2 separate regions of the Arachis hypogaea genome follow, and region 2 is linked to region 1. Evidence: chromatin contacts called from public Hi-C data. All regions are on one chromosome and are shown on one strand. The core of a region is the stretch at or near the end of the contact, and the rest is flanking DNA. Distances in the headings are between cores, read along the strand shown.

Evidence for each region. A called contact is a pair of places that touch in the nucleus more often than the background predicts.
Region 2: a contact with region 1 is called in a Hi-C map of an unstated tissue, with 4 times the contacts expected there. The contact joins the promoter of LOC112779722 here to the enhancer-like site in region 1. A contact is called at or near these places in 2 of 8 Hi-C or Micro-C datasets (leaf and an unstated tissue).

Annotation. Positions count from the first base shown.
Region 1 is chr19:4,639,445-4,643,537 of arahy.Tifrunner.gnm2.J5K5, reverse strand. No RefSeq gene overlaps it. Among protein-coding and RNA genes, the nearest start is that of LOC112777714, 5.6 kb to the left of the region's middle. Within about 2 kb of position 2,842, at least 2 of the 3 cell types and tissues checked have open chromatin away from gene starts, as enhancers often do.
Region 2 is chr19:4,682,234-4,686,544 of arahy.Tifrunner.gnm2.J5K5, reverse strand. It overlaps LOC112779722 (early nodulin-like protein 7), which reads left to right and starts at 2,644. Exons shown (of 2, transcript XM_025824057.3): 1 at 2,644-2,907; 2 at 3,461-4,081. The coding sequence starts at 2,706. The coding sequence ends at 3,867. It overlaps LOC112776992 (CASP-like protein 3A1), which reads left to right. Exons shown (of 3, transcript XM_025821276.3): 3 at 1-199. The coding sequence ends at 22.

The DNA.
Region 1 (4,093 bases), core at 1,593-4,092:
CCGGCATTCAAAGGTTGCGTTCCGGCATACAGGTAAGCTGGTCCCTGAATCAGGAAATCTGATTGCAGAATTGAAATTTGGGTTGTTTGTATGTTCAAATTGGTTGAATTTGTTCCTGCAAGAAGATATCTCTGATGCGGTTTTGTTTGGATGTGGAATTAAAAATCTGGATCTAAAATTGTTGATACATTCTGCAAATTTGTTGTGGAATTGTTTGTTGAATATGAGTTTGCATCGAGTTCTTCTTCTGCATCCATGATTTTTGAAGTTTGGCATGAATTTTGTTGTTGTTGCTGAAATTATGGCACCGCATATTTGTAACTATAACTTGACAATGAGGATTGATGAATTGTTGCTTGAACTGCCATTTCTGTTGATTTTGCTTGTTGCTGCTATGGTTGGACTAGGAAACAGAAATCTGATTCTTCTTCTGCGTCTTCTTCATCTTCTTCTTCTGTGTGAACTGAAATTTCTGTTTGTATTGCATAATCTGAGTTTGTTGTGAGATTTTCTGCTTGGATGGAGAGAGAAGAAAGGGAAGAGATAAGGGAGTGGGGGTGCAGGTGGAGGGGGGCAGAAGATAAGATGGCGGTGGCGGTGAGGGGTCCATGAGAGCAGAAATGGTTGAAAGAAGGGGATGGGGAGGGAAGACACTGAAGAGACATGGGGTGGGGTTTTATTTTTATTTTTTAATATTATTTTTATTAATTGATAAGAGTAATTTGGTAAAATAAAATAAAAAAGGACGATTTTATAACATTTTGTAACGTTGAGGATAATTTTAATAACAAAAAAAGGTCGGAGACGATTTTAATTTTGACCTCAAATCTTAGGGACGAAAAAAGTACTTATCCCATAAATTAATTACAATTAATTCTATTATAGTTAAAATATTAATTTTAGTTAAATTTAAACAACTCAAGTTATTAATATAGTTAATAATTAAATTAAAATATTAACTAATAAAAAATTGGCATATTATAAAAAATAAACTACATATTCTTTTAGAAAAGGTTGAATAGACTTTATTAAAAAATATGGTAATTCCTAAATTTTTTTTTACCAAAATGCATATTTTAGGAATCATTTTGATATATTTTATTTGAAAGTTTTTTTTTTATGATCAGACTTGATCATGTCCTAAATAACCGGATTTCGACTAAAATAAGTGAAGTTGTCTAATACGAATTTCGTTTTATTAATTTTAGTTAACTTAATAGTATTAAAATGCATTTATTTTTTATGCATTGATTTGATTTATGATATTTTTGGAGTGAAATAAATAAATCTAAAAAAAAATAGGAGTTAAATTTTATTAGTATAATAAATAAATTCTTTAGTAAATGTATGTTAAAAAGTTCAGATATTTTTTTTAGGGGGCAAAAGCATTTAATTTTCGGATGAAGCAAATTTTTGGAGATCACGATGTTATTTTATATTTTTAGACAATTATACTTTGTAAGAGTAGAAATCTAACGTTGGTTTATTTGTAAAAAAAAAAAAAAATCAAGAAAACCATATGTACTTTGATGTTCAAAAAAGTAATTACTCACTTTTGTTATTAGTTATAATAAAACATCCACAGCCAATTGGTGTTCCACAAGCATGGGCAAAGACTAATACACCATTTGTCCTTGTCTTCCTCTTAGGTTTATTTTCTTTTTATTTTTTGCATTAATGTTTTAGATAATAATGACTTGTTAGGATGATAATGAAGGAATTAGAATCTTATCCTATATTATGTCCTTTCTTATGAGTAATGAGGAATGAACATATCTTATAATAGGCCATATCTCTACCATAGGTAGCAATAATACTAGGAATGAATTTGATTGTCCAACTAGACCCATTATTATTAGGGTCTTAATTATAGTTTCTTATAAAAGATGAAGAAAATTTCTACCATTTTTCTTGCTTGCCTTGTTTAGTTGTGTCATGTGTGTATTAAGAATTAACTAACAACTCAAAATAAAGCCTAATAATATTCTTAGCTATAGGAATGTAAATGCTCTAGAGAGGCTTAGGAGTTAGGGGTGGAAAAAGGCTAGGTGACCTGTCAGGGGCCTGTAACCTGGTCTGTGTTTCGTCTGACTTGACCTGGTCTATTATAAAATAGGCATAGACTTAGACTGTTATAAAAACTTTATTATGTTAATAGGTCAGGTCCAGTTTCACTAATTAGCCTGATCTAACCTGTCAGGTCTGTCTGAACCTTTTAATATATAATTACATATATAAATAATTTTTTTATTATTAATAAAATTATGAGATATTTTAAATTTATTATATTTAATTATAAATAGTTTTGTATATTTTAAATACTTTAAAGTTTAAAAATTCTTATAAATATTAAATATAATATTTTACATACAAATATGTTTATTAAAAAATATTTTTTTAAAATAATATTTTTATTTTTGTAAAAAAAAATTAGCAGACTTTTTAACAAGCTTCAGGCCAATCCAAAATGAATAACAAATTAAATTTAGTACTTTAAAAAAAATTTATAACAAACTGCAAATCAGACTCAAGTCAATCAATTACATGATAGACCAGACCTATTAAAAATAAAGCCTGTCCTATTTTTACCCTAATTAGGAGTTAGGAGTTAAGACTTAGGAACATAGCTCTTGAAATGTATTATTAGATGTGACACTTCAACATGAATTATTGTTTTGGGATTCTTGTTTATAATGGAAGTTAAAATATCAAATTCACTATTTCAACACAAATTGAAGTATTTTATAATTACTGATTTTTATATTGTTAATTATTCCAAATACGCCACACATATGCATTACCACTTTAGTAAACACTATATATGGTACAATAATATTACAAAATAATGTTTTTTTTTTAATGCTATGATTCAACCACTGACATGAACAGTAGCATTGGCTTGTGGAATGGAAGTCTTATTTAATTGGTATTTTAATTTGGAGAAAAAAAAAAGACAAGTATTAATAATAATAACATTTTATAATGGACCCCGGGAATATAAATAATTAGTAATAGCAAGTTTTCATTATGATTAGCATTTGTCTCACATACACGTAATCATTCTCACGCCTCGAAATTACAAAAGATATAGGACAAATCAAGAAAACTAGGAAGTTGTTTAATTATGACCAAGCAGAAGATGGATATTCTTAATTAAGTTTCTAATAAAATAAAATGGGTCTAAAGAAATCATGGTGGCTAACATAAGATTCCAATTTGGAAAGACGATTTATAAATATATATTTAAAATTACTTATTGAATTTTGAGATACATCTTAATTTTGACGAATTCAATTGATGGGTACCAAATTTTCATGTACAGAAATTATTTTTAATAGGTGATGTTTTATTAGTGTATTATAGTATTGTAGAAATTATTTAACATATTTTCACGTATTAGTCAGAATATTATCACGTATTCAACACGCATAAATGTTACCATGTGAACAACATATCCTTACGTGTTGATTCTCTACCTACAAAATTTATTTAATTGTAATTCTAAATAATTTTATTTTTCACAAAAATACTAATATTTTTTTATATAAAAACAAAAATTAGCCCCACATGTAAGGGTGTTTTTTATTTTAATTTTTTCCCAATTTGTCACTACTCTTACAGTCTGACATGTTTACTTGCAAAAGAAAAATAATTGAGCTGGTTTCTTGAAAAGTCTTTTTAAAAAATAAAAATAAAGAACCCTCCTCATGTTTGGTTTCCAAACTTTCCATTATTGGCATGTCTTGAATATAAAATAGAAAGTAACCAACTAAATTGTCAAAAACAGTTTGAATTTATTTTATTTAGTATTTATTATTTATTAATTATTATAATAATTAATAAATATTAAATAAAATAATTTTTTTTTATCTTTTTAGTATTAACAAAAATGAAAATACATTTAATATATAATTTTTCAAAAAAAATATATAAAATAAATTTACATCATTTTCTATGAAAATATTATATGTATAGTATCAATAGACACTTATTAGCAAGACCATGGTACTCATAAAGAAATAATATTAAAGGTGGTTACTTGAAAAGCCTTATCTTTTTTATTTTATTTTTATTTTTAAGGGGTTGGTTTCCA
Region 2 (4,311 bases), core at 1,395-3,894, 43 kb before region 1:
GCTCTCCCAACACTCTTCATGAGTTTTACTTCAATATATAACTAATTATATATATATACTTATATAACAAAATCATATGAAAATATATATGGGCCTTATGTGAATGTATTATGTGGGAGTATTATGCGTGTTATTGTTATGATCAATCTTCTACCTGACTAAGAATACTAAGTACAAGTTAAGGTTTAATTGCATTTTACATATCTGTTGCAATTTGAGCACTTTAATCTTAGTTTTAAGTGATACCTTTACATGCATAATCACATGAAATTGAAAAGTGTTTCACGTTGGCTTCTCCACTTGCCATGCTCCATAAACATCTCTTTTCCATGCATTATACTCTTTCATACCCATGACACATCCTTTGTCTTTGCTTTGCAAAAATTACAATTAGGATAATATATAGATTTAAGGATCTTAACCCAAATAGCATTGAATAAATTTCTCCTTCCAACTCTCTAATTTGTTTAACACCCTCTCTTCAATCCATGTTAGAGCTTTATTCAGAGATCTTTCACAAACTTTCATCTCCAGTATCTCTTTTACTCTCTTCTCAATGATTTATTAATATTTATGGTTTGTCTAGAAGCCTCAATATAATCAGTTAGAATAGTGACAATTTGGAACAACTCTTCCTCTTTTGCCTCCGCAAAAGTGATAGAATCATTGTAAACAATAAATGAGTGATCATAGTTCATAGGGCCTGTTGGTGCAACTCTATTTTACGTTTTTTCATTGGCAAATAGGCCTTTAAAAAGTTCTTAAAGGTCTACAGGCTCGAACCCAACAAGCTCCAAGAAACAAATTCTATTTTGTTAAAAGAATTTGTTATTTGCCTTGCACCTAACTTCCGGTTTCATTGGATTAAGCGTTTTCATTTTGATTTTCGATAAAAATAAAAATAAGACATGAAAATATAATTTATAAAATATTTTAAAAATACTTTTAATAAAAATAATTTTAAAAAGATAGAATAAAGTTAAAAATGCTATTTTTATGTTTTCAATCTTAACTCTTGAAAACGTTTTCAAACTAAAACACGATATTTTTGGATTCGGATAAAGGTTTCAATCTCTTCTACTCATTTTTTTTGTCACGCTTTGTTCGTTCTCTTCTGTCTTTTTCTATGGATATCCATTATTTTTCACTAATTTATACATACATTTCTTTAAAAAGATGAATTTTTTTAATTTTATTTGACCATTTCAATTTTTTATTTTAGGAGATAATACTCAATTTGGTCCCTGAACTTACACGCGAGTCTTAATTTAGTCCTTGAGGTTTCAATTGCCTCTATTTAGTCCCCGAAATTTATAAACATGCCTCATATTAGTTCCTGAGACCATTTTTAGTATAAAAACGTTAATAGAGCGCTGCTGTAGACTATCACATGTCACGTTAAAACTTGTAAAATGATGCAGGGTTTTGACATTTAAATAGCTCAAAAACGGCATTGTATTACTTATTTTATTAGGTAAAATTTTAATAAATACCATTTACGATGTTGTTTTTAGGTTATTTGAGTGCTAAAACCAAAACGACATCATTTTACAAAGTTTAGTATGGATCCGGTTGTCACAACAATGTTCCGTTAACGTTTGTACGTTGAAAATTGTTTCAAGGACTAACATGAGTTATGTTCACAAAGTTTGGGGACTAAATAGAAGCAATTAAAACTTCATAGACTAAATGGAAACTCCAGGGACTAAATTGAGTATTATCTCTTATTTTAGGCTTAATTTTTGTATCTTTGAATATATAGATAAAGTAATTAAAAAAATAGAACTTTAATTATAATTAAAATATATATTTATTGAGTTTTTTATTTTATTTAAGATTGAGTACGTACTTTTTAAATTAACATGTATTTATTAAATTTCTTTATTTTTTACCTTCATTTTTTTGTATAAAATAATAATTTTTTTATGAAAATAATTTTTTAAATCGACAATCAATTATAAAAATATCGATAATAAAAATTAAAAGAATACATAAAAACTTAAAAATATTGATAATAATTTTTTTGTTCGATTGATATTTTTTGTTGTTATATAGTTTCATAAAAAATATAAAATCACATATGTATAAGAGATACCAAATTTTTTAAAATAGTATAATAAGATAGTAATTTATTCCATATTAATACCGTATAAAAATTAATTGTTAATTTAATAAAAAATTAAATAACTAATGTCGTACCTTTAATAAAAATATAGTTTTGTAATTTTAAACTATTAAAACTATAATTTAAAACTAAACCAACAAAACATTTTTATTATTTTTGATACTTAAAAATGAATTTTCTTTTCACAAACTAATCATATTTTCTAAAATGTATTAAAAATAAAATTATTAAAAAAAATAAAACTAAAACAAAACATATTTTCACACACCAATCAACTCTTAGTGTGAATTTGAATTGGAATTTTCAGTTTTGAATAACAAAAATTTCAGTTAATCCTTTGATCTTAATTGAATGATTGTTGTTGTTGCCACGTTTAGCCACATTCTCGGTCCTCACATACACGTTAAATTTGAAAACTACCTATAATAAGTAATAACCGCTACTATATACGTTTACACTGCAACCCTGTTTGTTATATATTACGAGTACCTTGCATTTTGCATTTTAGTTATCATCATCAGAAATTCAGAACCATTTGTGTTACTAGCATAGTCACCAAAAAACAATTTGTATTACTAACATGGCTTCACAACATTTTGGAGTAGTGTGTAGCTGCATGATTATGACGATGATAATTTTCTTGGGTGCTAGTTCAGCTGTTGAAGGTGCTAGAGATTTCAAAGTTGGTGATCACTTGGGATGGCATGAACCTGGCCCCAATAATATTTCATATTACATTCAATGGGCTCAAATGAACAGATTCCAAATTGGTGACTCTCTCGGTAAGCTTATTTTCTCTTCAATCACCTCTTCATCTTTGTATTATATATATGGTTCATACTCTGTTTTTTTTTTTTTCAATTTTTACTACTAAAATAGAATTGAGATTCATATAAAATGAATTTTAAATCTTATTAGCTATAAGGTCGAGAGTGGTGTAGATCTTTTTATTGTTGATGACAATACTAAAAATAATAACGGGATAGGTTTATTTTTTTTTAGTTATTTTTTTTGCATTGTTCTCTATTGGTTCTAATTTATTGTGTTAAACTCTCTTCTTTACAAAAATTAATAATAGAGAGATGTACTTTATTTAGTTTATAAGATTTTTAGTTTTTACTATTAAAAATGAGATTATGTGTTATTTTTTATATTTTTAATGTATATTCTAGGCCGAATAATTAATTTAATGGTTGATTTAATATACCTAAAAAATTGAATCCAAATTACATGTTTTTTTTCTCTCTCGAGTGTTTCCAGAATAATGTTATTTGCATTAATTATTACTACTAATTGATGATGTTGTTTTCTCCTTAAATTAATTTCATTGTGCAGTATTTGAGTACCAAAATGACTCAGTTCTAGTTGTTGAAAAATGGAAGTACTTCCATTGTGATCCAAATAATCCCATAACATCTTATGATGATGGAAACAGCACAGTGATTCTTGATAGGTCCGGTTTCTTCTACTTCATAAGTGGAACAGAGAATCACTGCCATAATGGGCAAAAACTTATTGTGGAAGTTATATCACCACAACACATGGCAATTTTTCGGCCAGCCGCGTCCCCTGCGCCAACCGAAGACGCTTCCTCATCATCAGAACTAGCTCCTTCACCCTATTATCATCATCATTATCATGGCTCCAATGCTTCTTCATCCACATCACGTTTCATGATGATTGGTTCAGCATTTATGGCTCTTCTTGTCACCTTTGTAGTTGTGCTAGTTTTAGCACCATGAATTATTGTTCTTGTTATTATGTGGTGACAGATTCTTATTAGTTTAGTTGTTAGTTAATTATCATTAGTTGTTTATTTTTATTTTTCATTTTTGTTGATTGCTTATTAGTTTGCTTTTGGAGTTTGTATTGTTTAGAATTTGAACCTTGACTATTGTACTTACTATTATCAGCTAATTTGATTTCATTATTATATTATTATTTTTTTGTTGATTAGTAACTAAAATCTTCTATTCTTCTTTGCTTTACTTTTTTTTTTTTTTCATTGGGTACCCTTATAAACTAGGGTATTGGTACCTTAGCTATATTTATCGTTGTGACTTAAATCATAAGAATTAGTATCATAAAGAACCATTTAAAAGAAAGACTTAGTTAAGAATATGTACTAAAATTATTACTAGTAATAAAATTTTTTAAACTTTATTACTATTACTATTAGAAAATTT